Linked DNA regions of Mus musculus: region 1 is linked to region 2. A link is a contact called in public Hi-C data. All regions are on one chromosome and are shown on one strand. Each heading gives the region's core, a stretch centred on a gene start, on an enhancer-like site or on the middle of the called end of the contact. The rest is flanking DNA. Distances are from core to core; before and after follow the strand shown.

Region 1 (4,697 bases), core at 1,513-4,012, 270 kb before region 2:
AGACTGATTTTCCCGTTAAAGAATATTAACATGGGTAAAAACTGATGTGGAGGTGGGGAAAAGCTCACGGGAGACAGGTAGGTCAGCTATGGGGTATTCGGCATAGCTGATAGGATAGAGTTTACCCCATGACTCCTTTCACCAGCATTCATCCCATGGATCACTGATGGAAAGCTGAAAATGAGTTCTAAGGTTGGCAAGCATGGTTGGCTGGTGGATTCAGCACTGCAGCTTCAGATGTGGAGACCTGGAGACATCCGCCTGTGTTTCGGTAAGGAAAGCAGAGGAACGGGCTGGGGGTAGTGGAGGTGGGATCTGGGTGTAGTGGGATCTCAATCCTGGTCCAACACCAGTCCAGACTTCCTTCAGTGTTGAATAACGATATGTAAGTGTGAGCTGAAATAAACTGCTTCCTCAATTGCAAGGGTACCACATTCAAAAAAAGAAACTTTACTAATTAAAGCACACATTGCACCCCACACAATAATAGTGGGAGACTTCAACACCCCACTCTCATCAATGGACAGATCATGGAAATACAAACTAAACACAGACACATTGAAACTAACAGAAGTTATGAACCAAATGGATTTAACAGATATCTATAAAACATTTCATCCAAGAACAAAAGAATATACCTTCTCCTCAGCACCTCATGGTACCTTCTCCAAAACTGACCATAGTCACAAAACAGGCCTCAACAGATACAAAAAGATTAACATAACCCCATGCATCCTATCAGATCACCATGAACTAAGGCTGGTCTTCAATAACAACAAAAACAACAGAAAACCCACATACACATGGAAGCTAAACAACACTTTACTCAATGATAACTTTGTCAAGGAAGAAATAAAGGAAGAAATTAAAGACTTTTTAGAATCTAATGAAAGTGAAGGTACAACATACCCAAACTTATGGGACAAAATCAAAGCAGTGCTAAGAGGAAAACTCATAGCTCTGAGTGCCTCCAAAGAGAGCTTACACTAGCAGCTTGACAGCACACCTGAAAGCTCTAGAACAAAAAGAAGCAAATATACCCAAGAGGAGTAGACAGAAGGAAATAATCAAACTCAGGGCTGAAATCAACCAAATAGAAACAAAAAGAACTATATAAAGAATCAACCAAACCAGGAGCTGGTTCTTTGAGAAAATCAACAAGATAGATAAACCCTGAGTCAGACTAACCAGAGGGCACAGAGACAGTATCCAAATTAACAAAATGAGAAATGAAAGGGGAGACATAACATCAGAAACTGAGGAAATTGAAAAAAAAATCATTAGATCCTACTACAATATCCTATACTCAACAAAACTGGAAAATCTGGATGTTACATATATATGTGTGTGTGTGTGTGCGTGTATATATATATTTAAATGCAGTTTGAGAAGCATTTTATTTGCTTCTCCGAGTCACCCTAATAGTTAAGTTTAAGAAAGTAGAACACCTAAGGTTTCTAGGTGAAAAGTTTTAGGGCTCAAGTCTTCTCATCCCAGCTTCTGTGCCCTTTTATCTCACAGTACACTTGACACTGTTACGGGCAAGAAATTACTTATAGGCACAGATTATAGAAATTTCCTCCAGTATATAAGATTAGAAGGAGCTCGAGGCCAGCCTGGTCTACAGAGTGAGTTCCAGGACAGCCAGGGCTACACAGAGAAACCCTGTCTCGTAAAACCAAAAAAAAAAAAAAAAAAAAAAAAAAGATTCGAAGGAGCTGTTTGAAAACTATTAGCACATAGTGGGCCAAGTGAGGCAGAGATGACAAGGCTGAGCGGCCCAGGAAGAGATTATGCAGGAGCACATTCCTTTTCTTCCTGCCACCGGGAAGTGGGTCTTTAGTGAGTCTTGTGGACCAGGTTGCATTTGGTAATGACTTTCCCAGTGGAAGCTGGTGACTGAGACAGGACACTTCTGTATCCTCACTGGCTGGAAAGTGATCTTACAAGACCAGTCTGCTGTCTGTAGACATCAGCAACTGTCAAAGAGGTTTCGGAGACAAGATCTCGAGGAGACTGTCTTTCAAAGCATTCACAGGGTCACAGTCGTGTGTGTTATCACAGACTTTAGAAGTATGCACTGTCCCCACACAGGGTCCTGTCAGTGAACTAGATAGCATAAAAGCCCAAGAAAACCATATCAGAGACATAGAATGGTCAGGAGTTGCCACCGCCTCACAAAGTCAAACAAAAAATTGTTAACACAGAAATGAAAATACCCACATAAATTTCTCATTATTCTAAAAGTTTCTTATAAGTTCAAAAATATATACTAAATATCAGTTCTCCATTCACCAAATCTTGATCTGCCTACGTGTGCGTTTGTCGGTAGTTGGTTGGAACACGTGGTCATAAGTCTCTGTTTTTAAAATTCTGGAGCTGTAGCAAAGCTCATAAAACTTTTATACTTGAAGCAATTTTCAAATACAAAAACCCTTACAATAATTTAGACTTTCTAGGCTAAAGCTTTTTTCTTACTAAGGTTGCTTAAACACCAGCTATATAACACATGAAATTTAGAAACTGCTGAAAATCCTGTAGCCCAGCATAATAATTGTAACAGGCACATTATATAAGCACTATCATTTGATGAGGTGTTTATGTAATACTTCTTTGAATTGATCATTTTTGCAAAATATCTGACAGACAGACTTTGGCCAATGCTTCAGGAAGATTTCGGTTCACTGTTGCAGGGTCATGCCTCAGGCTGTGGCAGCGCGCCTGCGTGATAGGCTTGCTCACGTTACAGTAAACAAGGAAGCAGAAAGAGGTCGGTCAGAGCCAGCAGTGAGTACAACCCTTCTCAGTGTTGTACAGTGGGTACAGCCTATAGCTACCTTCCAGGCCACATCTCCTAATAGTTCCACAGTCTTCAAAATAGTAGTACAGGCTGGGAATGGAGTGTACAAAGCATACTCAACCATGATGCCCGTTTAAATAGCTACAGCCTATATCAAAAGCCCTTGACATAACGTCTGTCTTTTATGAGGTGTTGCGGCCAGCCCGCAGCTCGCAACCAACGGTTCAACTGAGATGGCAACTCGGGCTGAAAGAGAAGAACTAGACGGGCGGAAGAAAGAACGAAGCCAAGTCAAAAGTCACTCTGATCAAAGCTCAATTTTTACTGTTGCAACACTCAGTTATGAAGGAAGGGGGAGGGGACCTGATTCCCGCCAAATAATCTCGGAGTCCAGTAGCAGGGTGAGCACGTGATGGCTTCGGAAAAGCAAGGCGGCAGGTTCCAGCAGTGGGTGTGGCAGAACGAATGAGCAGGAAGCTCCACCCCAGAGCAAGCAGGTTTCAGGCTGGGGGAGGGGAGACTACAATGAGGTACTATAGAGAACAGCCAAGACCAGGTTACTTCTAATATTGCTTTATTAATCTAGCCATCTCCACCCCCACATCCTATACAGCGGCATTCATTCTCCGTGGACAAATTCTCTGCTATCCTTTTTTCTGTTGTAGCATTAACCTCTCCCATGATACTAAAGTGGACACGCACTTAAGTTGCAGCACATGCTCACGTGCACACACGTCTCCACGCACGCACTAGTTAAATAAATAATAAATGAATAATAAATGAATGAATGCTGAGCTAGTATATTACATAGTGAAAACATGGATTGTACCATTAAATGCGTTTGGTTAATAAATAATTAAAAGCAATTGGTTAATAAAACATAGAGTTATGAACGGAACCTTCAGCTCTTAGAAAGGAAACACACATATTTCCTCTTGTAACTGGAGGTATCAGAATGTCCCTGGGCTGAAGATGATCGGCTTACCAATTGGTATCCTCGACTTCTTGCTGCGTTGTTTCAGACAGACAGCTGGACTCACGATTAAGGGTGGGAGGGAGTAGATAATGGAACAGAACATTCTAGCTTCAGACATAGTGAAGACAAGACAGATGGGCACACTTCAAGTATGAGATGTGACTAAATGCTTGAAGACTGAGATATGAAATAGTGGGTCAGCTACAGGAAGAGGTGCTTCAGCTGAAAAACCCAGGAAATAACTGTTAGAGAGTGGAAGGAGCCACCACACAAGCTGTGGGTGGAGGGTTTGTATAAAGGGTGAAGGTCACTTTAGTGGACAACATCCCCATGCTCTCTGGAGACTATTGACCCCTCCCTCCATCCCTCTGTCCTTCCCTTCCTCCACTTCCCCTCTTTTCTCCTGCCTTGAGCCTTTCCTTTAATTTCTTTTTAGGAATAAATTAAGATTTATATGTTTCTATTCTTCTTGGGACCTGGGCTTCTCATCTTCAGTGCTAGCAGTGATCTTCATCTACATAGAGACAGATGCACAAGGAATTCATCAGCTTAAACATCATTGTTGGCTATGTGACAGATAAGTCTATTCAGAGAAGAAACTTAGCACCAAAAGCCACAGAGCCAGCAGTATTTTATTTCATTAAAATTGTTATTACACTTATGTATTTATGTATTTAACTACTGTGTATGAAGACATGTGGGCATTGTGTAAAGACATGTGTGCCTGTGCACACATGTGCTGCTATTGTCTCTGTGAAGATTTGTGCCTGTGCACACATGTGCTGTTATTGTGTGCATGCAGAAGTTGGAGGGAAACTTGTGGGAGTCAACTTTTTCCTTCTACCATGTGGGTCCCAGGAACTGAACTTAGGACACCAGGCTTGGTGGTTATGGCCTTTATCAAAGATCATCTCACCAGCC
Region 2 (5,093 bases), core at 2,397-4,896:
TACTAGCTTCTTGCTCTTATTGGTTCCCTGCCCACAGTGAGCGCTCATTGCTAATGACCTTGCCAACACTGCTGCACAAGAGAGCCAAGGGCAGCGTTGTTTGGGAATGAAGAATTTCCTCCTTGTGTTCTCAAGCCGTGGCCAGGCTTGTTTCTGAGAAGTCCCCTTGCCCTCTGAACTCTGGGGTGCTTTAACCAAAGCATCAAGATGTGGCTTTCTTCAAACTCCAATGCAAATGATTAAAACATTTTTTTTTCTCATCCATGGCTAAGTAACAATTAGAAACAACCAGTAGAAAAGCAAGATGTCCTCGCAGCCAAACTGATTCATTTTCACTTCTTATTTTTGGATTAAAAGCTACCAGCATGCTCCGGGGATTTACAGAAGCAGTCAACAAAATGTGTTATAAACACCCTCTTCACAGAAGCCCCCAGACGTGGTCTGTAAAGTTTCTCCCTCTGATAATCCTCTTCATGCCAGTTTTGAATAATCTTGGAGACAGCCTGACACAGAAAATATTTTCCCATCCTCCCACGGCGGGCAGATGGTGGGCTAGGGTGGAGATGCGCCTGGGATCTTTGACATGAGTCCGTGTTACTTATTTGAAGACTTATTACAGATGCAACGACAATTTGATCACAAGATACTGGAGTCATGAGGAGGACACACAGTGACCAAAACATGGCTTGTGTGCTCAGGAAATCTGAACTTGATGCAAAGAAACATACAAAAAACTCTTCTTATATGAATTTTAAATGAGCAAACTGTGTGAGATTTGCTTTTTGCTTGCTCTCCCAGAGCAGACTCATCTCAGTGTCTTCTCTTCCCTGCCAATGGGCTCTTCTTCCTTCAGCAACTGTTTCTTGCTTTTTTCAGTTGCTGGATCTTGCACCAAAACACTGCTTTGCATTCCTTTGTTCGTGCTGTTTACCAGCATCCCAGAGGGACTGAATGTTATGTGTGTGTAGAAAGGAAATGGTTTGCACATTGGGGATGGGCAGATTGTATATAGCAAGGTTATGTCATTTCCAGAGAGTTCTATATCTTCAGCTTTGACGTGCCATAAAATAAGACAGGTCAACTCAAAGTTCCTTACCTAACCCACACATCTCCCCGGGGCCTCTGAGAAGCATCTGAGCTATCAGTTTGGCTTCACGTTATCTTAGCATATGAATGAAGCTGAAGAGGACACTCCCAGGTGCCCCTCAACTCATTAAGAGCTCATCATGAGTCTAGCAGTCCCAGCTTAGCTACCCATGAGCCTTTGAAAGGATGCAAGTGGGCTGAGATGAGGGTGGGAAGAAAGAAGAGAGGAAGACAACAGAGGGGTGCTGCCAGCATTAGGATCCTCCAAATATCCAAGGACCTTAAGAAACAAGTAATGCATGAAGAGAACAGAAAGGAGAGAGAGAGAGAGCCAACTCAGGGCCTGGGGCTGCACTGTGACCTCCCTTTGTAGAGGATGCTGTCTTGCCTCCCAATTACACTGACCCATAAGAACCAGCTCAAGTGTAATTAGCCCTGGTCCCAGGGCTGTGTGTACCCTAATGGGCAGTGATATTTTCTGGACAAGATAACCTTTACCTTCCATAGGAATTCATGCATTGGTGACAAGACACAAAGATGTCAGAGCTATGTGCAACAATATGGAGCCCCTAGATAAGAAGGCCTTAGAAAACTAAGGTCATCTTAGACTAGGTTAGCAGTGGGAAACACACCCATATAAACAAGATGAACACCACCAGATCTTACAATTAGTTTGAACCGAGTAAAGTAAAGGAAGGCATTGAAGCTGCATCCTGTGGTCTGCAGTTTGGCAAGTGGGGCATGTTAGTTATGCTAGTGCAGCCGTAGCGTGAAGAAGAGTGAAGGATCAGTTATGATATATTAAATTTGAGAAACCTAACAGGTATCCAAGTGATGGTATATTGCTCATTACATAAATGTGGATCTCAGAGAATGATCTTGCTCCAAATCCGTCTTCCAAATTAGTGTTCAAACTAGATGGTGACAGTGAGGGAGAGGGTACAGGGGCACCAAGGCCTGAGGACCATGTTCTCTGAATACAGAGTCCTAACAAAAAGCCAACATGTCCACAGTGAAATATCTGGAGCCAGACTATGCTCAATTTCACTTTTCATTTTAGTAAGTACTCACTCTATGGGTTGGATTACACTCATTGTCAAGCATGTAAAGTACTGCGTAAGGGTTACAGCCCCTGACCTCACAGAACTTAGACCATGAAATAAAACAGAGTAACAATTCTTTAAACACTGAAATAGCATAGGATCTGCAGTCATGCAGGCCTAGAGTCCTGAATCGGCTACTCTTGAGCAGTGAAATGTGAACAGGTCTCTTAGCTTGTCTGTGCTTCTGGGTCTTTATCTGTAAGTGGATTGTGATTCCTTTTTACTTCACAGATGCAAAATTTAAGGAAGCAGTACGTAGAACAGTCTGTAATATAAATACTTTATAGGTGTTAGTGGGGGTCATGGGTGTGATGGAAATCAGTGGAGGGTCTGTTGATAGACAAAAGTTAACAAGTTCTGATGCAGTCCCTTTGCCATCTTGCCCTGTCACTTTTCCAGACAATTATGTCATCCCAAGGCAGGAGGAGCTGGGCAGGGGCACAAACACTGTGACAGAAAGGTGAAGTGCAAGCGAGGGCTGCTGGGGAGATCTGTGTGAGAACCTGAGATAGTCTCAGGATATGTTCCTGAGCCTGCCTCTCCTCTCCATCTGTACTTACCTGCTATGCCACAACACACACACCATATGTAATAGTAATCTTATTTTCCAGATAATTCTTTGCCAATCTGTGGAAATTGCACTTTCAAGATGATGATGACCACAGGAGCTAGAAATGCCTGCTTTGGTTAACCGGCCATTGTCTCTTCATAATTCCTTCTCAACCTTGACCTTGTGGGAGGTAGACTTGTCCGACACAAAGCTAGCGCAAGTGCAGTTCAAGAGCACCCTTGCTTCAGAGAGGCCTCTGGGCTCCTCTGGGCTCTGAAAACATCCCCTTACTATTTCTCAAGTTTGATCAGAAGCAGAGACCCCAGCTCCTGCAGCTAGTGTCAACGAGCATGCGAACATGCTTAGAGTCTGCTTTCTTATTGCTTCCTGGGTCGTAACCTCTGAACGATTCTCCCGCCACTCATTCTTTTCCCTTTGCCTTTCCTGCTGTGTCTCTGTTCCAGAAGGAAACTCGAGTCATGGTTGTTCATGGTTATTCTGAGAACCGAGGAGGATCAGCGGTGAGAGACTGAAGATCTGGCTCGGTTTGAGTGAGCTAAACTGCAGTGATTGGTAGTGCAATCTCACCTTTGCCCTGCAGTCCGCTTGGCCCCATTTCTAACTCTTGGAAGAGGGCTGAGTTTCTGAAGAGAAAACAACTTGCATAGCACAAACAGGAGACATGTCTGATATGGTTAAGAAAGGGCACAATTCCAAGCCACCCACCACACACATACAGAGAGACAGACAGACAGACAGAGACAGAGACAGATAGAGACAGAGACAGAGATTGATTTAGCTGCTTTGGGGTAAGAGAAATTTTAGGAAATTGGGAAAAATCAACAAGACAAGTTATCTGATTTGGGATTTCTAACCCCAGGGCGGAAACAGAAAGCTTGTTTCTGTGAGTCTGATTTGACAGCACTGCTGTTGGATGCTGTGTGGAATCTGTACTAGATCATCAGTGCTTCATGGGAAATTCCAGTTGACTTGGAGAAAAATGTGTTTTAAACTCCAAATGACAGAAGGGTCATTTTTCAGTGATGAACTCCTGACTCTTGGGACAGGGTCATCATTGCCGCTTTGAATATGAAATTTTACTGGGAACAAATATTTTTCAAAAGGCTTTCTTGTTGTTCCGAGTTCTATCACTTAAAGACATCCGGAAAGGATCTCTGTTGCAACCATATAAACAAATACCCACTTTATTTATCTTTGGGTTTCCTGGGAACTGAATAATGTGCACATGCTAGAAAAACAAATCAATGAAACAATTCGATGAAGGCAGAGGGAGGACCCAGCACAGAGACTCCTGTGCGCATGGGATTGAGGAGTATTCTTGGCACGACTAAAGGATCCTTGTCACAGAGGGAGCCAACATCTCAGCTGCTCTAAAGAATGTGAGGGAAGGGCAGGGCAGAAGTAGGCTGCCTGCTCAGCTCCAGCACAGACAACTCTCTTGTACTCACACGCTGTCTGTTCTCTTTGAGCTCACTTTGTCGTGAGTGCAGGTGCCCATTGCTGTCTCTCACCTGCACCTGTGCCCACTGCCACCTCTCACCTGCACCTGTGCCCATTGCTGTCTCTCACCTGCACCTGTGCCCACTGCCACCTCTCACCTGCACCTGTGCCCACTGCCACCTCTCACCTGCACCTGTGCCCATTGCTGTCTCTCACCTGCACCTGTGCCCACTGCCACCTCTCACCTGCACCTGTGCCCATTGCTGTCTCTCACCTGCACCTGTGCCCATTGCCACCTCTCACCTGCACCTGTGCCCACTGCCACCTCTCACCTGCACCTGTGTCCACTGCCACCTCTCACCTGCACCTGTGCCCACTGCCACCTCTCACCTGCACCTGTGCCCATTGCCACCTCTCACCTGCACCTGTGCCCATTGCCACCTCTCACCTGCACCTGTGCCCACTGCCACCTCTCACCTGCACCTGTGCCCACTGCCACCTCTCACCTGCACCTGTGCCCATTGCCACCTCTCACCTGCACCTGTGCCCACTGCCACCTCTCACCTGCACCTGTGCCCACTGCCACCTCTCATCACACCTATGCTGGTTGCCTGCTCCTTTGATTGACCTCCAGGCAATCACCCATATCCTGGCAGAGGACTAGGCTTTCAGATCCCTTCTCAGCCACATAAAGACACACCTTCTGTGGCTGTATTGTCTTCCTCTGAATTTCATTGTTTTCCCCCATGCTTCTAGATAATTTCCACATTTTTTTTACTCTCTGTCTCTTTCAAAAAGAGTGTCTCATGATCCCAAATCTCCCAGTAACAACATCAGTCTGTCCCTTTATTACAAGGAAACTACCACAAACACGTATTACACAAAGTTTCCCT

What was found. A called contact is a pair of places that touch in the nucleus more often than the background predicts.
Region 1: a contact with region 2 is called in a Hi-C map of liver, with 1.6 times the contacts expected there. The contact joins two enhancer-like sites. A contact is called at or near these places in 1 of 15 datasets of contacts at CTCF or cohesin (the NIH/3T3 cell line), 22 of 484 Hi-C or Micro-C datasets (the HL-1 cell line, the NIH/3T3 cell line, adipose-derived mesenchymal stem cells and 11 more), 3 of 115 datasets of contacts at active chromatin or transcription factors (embryonic stem cells and fibro-adipogenic progenitors) and 1 of 9 other capture datasets (embryonic stem cells).

Annotation. Positions count from the first base shown.
Region 1 is chr12:71,717,151-71,721,847 of GRCm38.p6, reverse strand. It overlaps 9630002D21Rik (a long non-coding RNA gene), which reads right to left. Exons shown (of 3, transcript XR_872814.1): 3 at 3,259-4,697. Among named protein-coding and RNA genes, the nearest start is that of Gm46356, 90 kb to the right of the region's middle. Within about 2 kb of position 2,762, at least 10 of the 459 cell types and tissues checked have an H3K27ac peak or open chromatin away from gene starts, as enhancers often do. A contact at or near this core is called in liver, where this site is marked.
Region 2 is chr12:71,445,319-71,450,411 of GRCm38.p6, reverse strand. No RefSeq gene overlaps it. Among named protein-coding and RNA genes, the nearest start is that of 1700083H02Rik, 64 kb to the right of the region's middle. Within about 2 kb of position 3,646, at least 25 of the 459 cell types and tissues checked have an H3K27ac peak or open chromatin away from gene starts, as enhancers often do. A contact at or near this core is called in liver, where this site is marked.